Linked DNA regions of Sus scrofa: region 1 is linked to region 2. Evidence: chromatin contacts called from public HiChIP or PLAC-seq data. All regions are on one chromosome and are shown on one strand. The core of a region is the stretch at or near the end of the contact, and the rest is flanking DNA. Distances in the headings are between cores, read along the strand shown.

What was found. HiChIP or PLAC-seq counts read pairs in DNA pulled down with a chosen protein or histone mark.
Region 1: a contact with region 2 is called in an H3K27ac HiChIP or PLAC-seq map of alveolar macrophages. The contact joins two enhancer-like sites. A contact is called at or near these places in 1 of 47 Hi-C or Micro-C datasets (embryonic fibroblasts) and 1 of 2 datasets of contacts at active chromatin or transcription factors (alveolar macrophages).

What each region holds. Positions count from the first base shown.
Region 1 is chr8:83,758,345-83,762,172 of Sscrofa11.1, forward strand. No RefSeq gene overlaps it. Among named protein-coding and RNA genes, the nearest start is that of HHIP, 82 kb to the left of the region's middle. Within about 2 kb of position 1,592, at least 2 of the 83 cell types and tissues checked have an H3K27ac peak or open chromatin away from gene starts, as enhancers often do. A contact at or near this core is called in alveolar macrophages, where this site is marked.
Region 2 is chr8:83,579,811-83,583,551 of Sscrofa11.1, forward strand. No RefSeq gene overlaps it. Among named protein-coding and RNA genes, the nearest start is that of HHIP, 97 kb to the right of the region's middle. Within about 2 kb of position 1,376, at least 1 of the 83 cell types and tissues checked has an H3K27ac peak or open chromatin away from gene starts, as enhancers often do. A contact at or near this core is called in alveolar macrophages, where this site is marked.

The sequences.
Region 1 (3,828 bases), core at 342-2,841, 180 kb after region 2:
ACAGAATGTGAAAACTCAAAGGACACCACACATGTGTAATGCTTAGAATTGATGAACCATCAAAATTTTGAGAGTTAACTTAAGAGACTAGAAATCTATAAAGTTCTGAAGGGTTTTTAAGATGTGTGCTTTGAGACAAAATGATCTAGAATGGGCAAATTCAAAATATGGAGTGAAAACTATATTCGATAATTAATTAAAGATTAATTATACACACAGCAAAGTACAAATATTCTTCAATGTAAATGTGATTCCACCTTGTTATTCCTCTTATTCAGATTGACTAAATGAAATCTCTGTATGGAGTCAAGCCCATTCTTGATTTATCAAATGGGTGAAATAATCCTCTTCATAGAGCCTATTTTTGTTGCGGTGGTTTAAATATCATTTACCTATACTAGCACCTTAAGAAAAAAACGAAAACTAATATGGAGACTTCTCAACTCCTTTGTCCACTGTTGCTCACCATTCCTCACCTGTATTTCTGAAGAGGTTTACTTTCTTAGATAATATATTCATAGGGTGCGTACAGCTGGTGTCAGCATCTTCCTGCCCCTTGTTCTAGAACTGATTATGTTCCCCTGAAGGGTAAGCTCTGTGAAGGCAGAGCCCTTGCTAGTTTGTTTCTTGTGGGATCCCAGTACTTTGAATAGTGTCTGATACCGAGTAGCCCCTCAGGGAATATTTTGAAAGATTGGATTGAGGATCACATGTGTAGCAGTTGCATCAGTGGATATATTCGTTTTGATTGTCTGTTGCTGCTATAGCAAGTTACCACAAACTGGATGACTCAAAACAGTACACATTTATTATCTCATAGTTTTTCAGATCAAAAGTCCAAAAAGGGTCTCCCTAGGCTAAAGCCAAGGTGCTAGCAGACTGCATTCCTTTCTGGAGGCTTTGGGGAAGAGTCTATTTTCTTGTTCAACCCAAGTTTCAGCAGAATTCTGTCCCTGGCATTTGTAGAACTGAGGTCCCTGTTTCTTTGCTGGCTTTCAGCTGAGGGAACTTCTCGGATTCTAGAGGCTGCTAGTAATTGTGGGCTCATGGCCCCTTCCTCCGTCTTCAGCTAATTTGAGTCTATCTCAGGTTGCAAATCTTTCCCTTTCTCTCTCTTTTTTTTCTGTTATTATATCTCTCTCTGACCTACTCTTCTGTCTTCCTTTTCTGCTATTAAGGGCTTGTGTGATTGTGTTGGCCCATCCAGATAACCCAGGACTATGTTCTTATCTTCAGATTAGCTATTTTATCACCTTGATTCCCCCTGCAACTTTTTATTGCCTTTTGTCATGTAGCATAACATATTCATAGGTTCTGGGGATTAGGATGTGGACATTTTTGGAAGTCATTATTCTTCCTACCCAACAGGATTAAGAACTTTTTACTATTATATTATTTAATATTCATAACTAGCCTATGATGAAAATTATTACTTTTATTGATGTATGACAAAATAGAGGCCCACAGAAGTTAAATAACTTGTCCAGGATTAGAGCGCTATTAGAAAACAGGCTAGGATTCTAAAATAGTCTGAGTCAATAGCATGCGTATGACTCACTACCTGGTCATCTGATATTCATGTGATTATGATAGGGATGATTCCCTTAAAAGTTGTTCAGTGCACAGGATGGTTAACTGCACATGGCAGTTCTGACTACTAATATACACTGCCTTTGATTTTCCCACTATTGTGGTGGTAGAAGTGATGATATTCCTCTTTATCTTCTGGAGGAGATAAGGAACTCCAGGCTGAGATTAACTTGAAAAGTGCTCCCCATTTCCTAAAAGAATTAAACTTCATCACTGACAAACATTCCTTTTAACTGACCTTATACTTTACTGTTTTACCAAATCATAGCCACTACTATTCAGGCTATACTTGCTGGTGGTTTAGCCCAGTACTCTAGTCAATGATTCAGTCAAAACTTGGGTACATTTTTCCCATAGGACCTGGCTAATTGATCTGTAAAACAGTTCTGACTATAGTAGGGGTATCTTCAACTTATTTTAAACATGGGTTTTTTCCACTGTAAAATAAGTGGTGATTAACCGAGTAGATATAAAACTAAAATGCAAGCAGACTCTTGTAGCATACTTACAGATGGACGTCTCTTCTATAAACCTGCTGAATTAGCTAGGTAGCAATAGGCTACCATGGAGAAACCCCATCCCCTTTTACTGTCCCTCTTACATGCTCCTTCCCTCCTATTTGAATTGTGTTTAGGAATTCCTCCTTGAGTTTCCTATGACCAGAACTGGCCATCAATGGAAAATTGAATGAAATTTCAGAAGCGTGGCAGTGGTGGTTAGTGCCAACAGGATTATTCCAGGGCACAATGTAGACACCCACCCCAAAGAAGTTAGTACAGTCCTCTGTTCCAGCCATGAGGGTATCAAGGCTGCTTTTCTTTCCTTGCAGCCAAGCCCCCGTTGGGCTAGCTCCTTAAAGTCAGCTATGCTGTAGTTATGAGGAATCAGTGGACCCGGCAATGCAACAGTGAGGAAGAGAAGAGGCATGGGAAACAAAGGAGGTCACCTATTACTCTAGAGGGTGAATTAAACAGGCATTTGCTGAAAGCATGATCTGCAAGTTGGGGGTTCTTGTCTTCCGAGGAATGTGGGAGGTAGTCCAGTGGGATGTGGGAAGAAAGGATAAGAAGTTCTAACTGCATTTATGTCAAGAGATATCATATCTTGAAAATCCAGCCGAATTTTTGTGCATTTACTTATATTAGGGGTATATTATTATAGAAGGGAGAAATCATGAAAATTTTGGAAATGAGTGTAGTGTGCTCAAGCTCAGTACTGAGTTTGCCTAAACCAGTTTCTAATGTATAGTTCAAAGCTGCAAAATGTTTCCTTAAATCCTAGCAGCACTGGGATCATCACAAGAGCAGAGAGGGTGGTTCATCCTTGTTCATTTAGACAGCTTCTCTTTTATTTCTTTTGTATATTGTTTTATGGAAGATTTACTTTAAAAGATGAGTGACATTGATTTTTTTTTAAAGTTTATTTAAAACTATGAACAGGATAGAGTGCTAAATTTTCTGCAAATATAGCCTAAATAGAATTATCTTCATATTTTCTATGTGACAATGACAGAGTGCAGCCGTTAAAAAGAATGAGACGAGTTTGAATTGTGCCTTAGTGGTAATGAATCCGACTAGTAACCATGAGGACGCAGGTTCGATCCCTGGCCTCTCTCAGTGGGTTAAGTATCTGACGTTCCTGTGAGCTGCAGTGTAAGTCACAGATGCAGCTGGGATCTGGCATTGCTGTGGCTGTGGCGTAGGCAGGCAGCTACAGCTCCAGTTTGACCCCTAGTCTGGGAACTTCCATATGCCACAGGTGCGGCCCCAAAACAAACAAACAAACAAAAGAATGAGGCATAAATTTGCTTTTCTAGGATAGAGGAAGCTGGAAAGGATACCACTACCACTGTCACAATGAGAAAAACCATATTAAACTATAAAACTACAACTTTTCATGAAGTCATCAGTGTACTGAGATTGTGGACTAATCAAGAAAGGAAGGATGCCAGGATTGACTTCCCTGTGGCTGGCAAAGCATGGAAAGAAGATAGAGAGGGTGGTTATTTTTAATGCCTGTACTTAAACATTTGGTTAAATGTTGACCATTGTATGTAAATTCCAATGGAAAAGAGAATTGTTCTTGAAGTAGAATTGCTCATATAGTGATTAAAAGCTCAGTTTTATTACTTAATTATCAAGAAAAGGCCAGCATAGTGAAGTCAGTGATATATATAAGCAATCTCTGCTTCGTCCAGGGCTATAAGGAACAGCTGAAACTATGCAAAGCATTGCTAAT
Region 2 (3,741 bases), core at 126-2,625:
CTGTCCTGTCCTCGAAATGAGAACAGTCTATAAACTGTCCTTTAGATCTTTGCTCTTCAAACTGTGGCCCAGGAACCAGCATTAGCATCACTTGGGAATTTGCACAGAGACACTGAATCTCAGGCAGCCCCACCCCCAACATACTGAATTAGATTCTGTATTTTGACAAAGTCCCCAGGTGACTGGGAGCACACTGAAGTTTGAGAAACCCTTCTTTAGACACTGAAAATGAGACCTCAGTGTGTCTGATGTCATTTCCGGGGCACGATGTTTGTGGGTTGAATTGTATCTCCCCTCAAAGTGCCTGTGTTGGGGTTCTAACCCTCAGTACCTCAGCATGTGTTCTTACTTAAAGACAAAGTCTTTACAAAGGTAATTGAGCTAAAAGGAGATAATTAGGGTGAGTCCTCATCCACTGTGACTGGTGTTCTTATAAAAAGAGGAAACCTGGACACAGAACCGTGTATGAAAGGAAGAATAAGTGAAGACACAAGGAGAAGATGCCGTCTACAAGCCAAGGAGAGGAGCCTGGACCGGATCCTTCCCTCGTAGCCCTCAGAAGAAACCAATTCTGCCAATACCCTGATTTGAGACTTCCAGCCTCCACAATTATGACGCAAAACATTTCTGTTGTTTAAGCCACCCAGCCTGAGGTAATTTGTTAGGGCAACCCCAGGACATGTGGTTATGCTTCTGTCTGTATTAGGACTTGTCTGCCTTTTAGATGGTGTCTACCGCCAAGCATTTATGCCTTTGAATCTCCCCAGAATGTGGTGTCTGTCAGTCAGGTGGGGTGCCTGTAGCACCCCTCTTGGGACCACAGCTCATGGAAAAGACAATTATGTTTCTAACAGTTAGGAAACTAGATATTAAGGATCCTGGAGAGAGGGGCAGCCTCCTTGTTACAGTGAGAGTCTTCAGAGAGTTCCCATTTTGGCTCAGTAGGTTTCAGTAATATCCATGAGGATGCAGGTTGAATCCCCAGCCTCGCTCATTGGGTTAAGGATCCAGCATTGCCACAAGCTGTGGGTAGGTCATAGGCTCGGATCTGGCATTCTTATGGCTGTGGTGTAGGCCAGCAGCTGTAGCCCTGATTCAACCCCTAGCCTGGGAACTTCCATATGCCTCGGGTGCAGCCCTAGAAAGCAAACGAAAACAAAAACAAAACAAGCAAACAAACAAAACAGTGAGCTTCTTCAGCACAGAGAAAATCATGGCCATAGATCAGAGAATGGTTTAGAAATTTAAAGCGAGAACTGCAAGAGACACCAAAAGATTTGAGAATGAACCAGACTGAGGTGGGAGGAACAGAAGAAGGAAGTTCAGAGGGACACATTCAAGAAAGCAACAAAGAACCACAGGGTGGGAGGGGAGGAGGCTGGGCAAGTGGAGAAAAATGAGTAAGAGTCTTTTCGAATTATTTTGCCATCACAGATGAATGATACAGAGCAGTTAATGGACTCCTTCTTATCCCAGAGGTGCAATTTCTAATCTGTAGTTCCCACAGATCCTGGGATTCAGGATAGCTAACAAGACCTGTCAGAGCTGGAAGGAACCTAAGCCTCTTGTTTTACACATCGGGAAACTGAGTTTCCAGTGCACTGAGCGCCTAGCGCAGAATCACCCTGCTCAGCAGTTGGAGAAACAAGCCCAGGGCCCACATCTCGCAGCCCTAGCCCAGGGCTCCTGCCAGCGCACCTGGCACACATGACTTTGGGTAGCTGTCGATCACAGAACAGAGTGTCTGTGATTATCTAACTTGCTTTACATGAAGCACATGGATTTTGCACCAAGTAGTTGTAAGGCTATAAATATGTCAGAGGGATCTGATGACATCTTATTAAATTACAAGAGTGAGCTCAAGTAGTTTCTGATGTGGGCATAGTCCCAAGAGGAATGAGTTTTATAGTCAAGTTCCACCCAGGCTTCTCCCTCCCTCTCCTGGCCCCCTCCTTTCCCCTTTTAAATTGTTTGTTTTAATCAGAGAAAATGTAAATTATGAAAATACAGAAGAAATATTGCATTCAAATTCCTTTTTCCCCCCTTTGATGCTTTTGTTTCTTTGACTGATGGTAGAATTTAATCTTCAGAGAGACCTTTTTAGGTCTGTTCTCCAAATAGAAAAAAAAACAAGACGTATTCTTTTCTGAGGAGATAATCAGCATGACTGCTATTGTATGTTGTACACTCAGTGGAGACACTTCATTAGTCTATAAAATTCTGAAACAAAAATGAGTGTAAAAAAGTAACTTCATAGAACTTGCTCTCACATTAGCTGTCAGACTCCTGAACTCACTGGAGACTGACAGGTTTAATAGTACAAATGTGAGCTATGAAAATTCTTAGTGACAACTGTGGGAATGGCCTTTTCCATTGGCAGCTGCCTGAGTAGTTGAAGGGTTCTGTATCGGGTTTGGAGGTAAGAGCCCTCTGACCACATCTTGCTGTGATCACATTGGGATTCCAGGTGATGGTTTTTTAAGGCGACCTCCTAAAGGAGACCTCATCCTGTCCCTTTGTAAATGCCATCCTGCACTCTCTCTTCTCGCCTGAGTCTGTCACTCTCATTAATATATGATCAATTAGGATCTTAAAGAGGGAAACAGAAAGTACTTCCAGTGTTTACCTCAAAGGGAATTTAATTTGGGAGATTGATTGCATTGGTGACAGAAGAGCTGAGAAGCCAATCAAGGGACAGTGAAGGTACCCAGAGAGATTACTACTATCAGGAAAAAAAAATTTCCATCTCTAGGCTGTCATATACATATTATTATTTTTTACTTTTTAGGGATGCACCTGTGGCATATGGAAGTTCCCAGGCTAGGGGTCGAATGGGAGCTGTATCTGTGACCTACACCACAGCTCGTGGCAATGCCAGATCCTTAATCCACTGAGCTAGGCCAGAGATCAGACACGCATCCACATGGATACTAGTTGGGTTCCTAGCCTGCTGAGCCACAGTGGGAACTCCTATATACTTATTATTATTATTTTCCTTATGGCAGATATGCAGGAGCTGCTCTACGTATGTCAGGGATTCTAGAAGTAGAAGGCAGACTTAGTCTGGATGGAGAGACCAGGCATGCATAGGAAACAGATTGTGATTAAGGGCTAAGCTGTTAGGACAGATTCTGGAAGGGCTGTCCTTGAGGGAGAGAGACCTCTAGTGCTTTCTGGACCATTGAGAAGTGAGCCAAGGGACACTTTTCATGGTGTCACTTTCCCTAATTTAAAACCTCTCTAGAGTTTAGGATTCAGTCTGTGAATAAGCACCTGTAACATTTTTTATACTCTTGGCAACAATCACCTCTTAGAGAGAAAGAGCATCTCCTTTCAATGAGTCAGAGATATGTTTGTTCAGGAAGAAAGGAGATAGAGATGAAAGCATTTTGCTCTTCTTAAGAATGTTGGCAGATTTAAAATTCGTGTTCAAAATATCATGGCTGACCTTATACAAATAACCTTGATGGGGGTAACTGAAAGCAAAATGGCAAGATCAACCAAGTTATAAGGTATCTGCAGTCACCTTTTTCTTGTCTCTCTCTTTCCACATGCTTCTTCCCTTCAATTTGGACACTCATTACTCTTAATTGCTCTTTTACATTCTTCACTTATTAATTCTTACTTGGAAGGATCAGATTTAAGTCATTTGCAGCTAGAATAAATTGAAGCCAGTATAACATCTTATGGCTGCCTACTATTTGTATGTGATGAAACTGCCTTATGCCTTAACATTGGCAT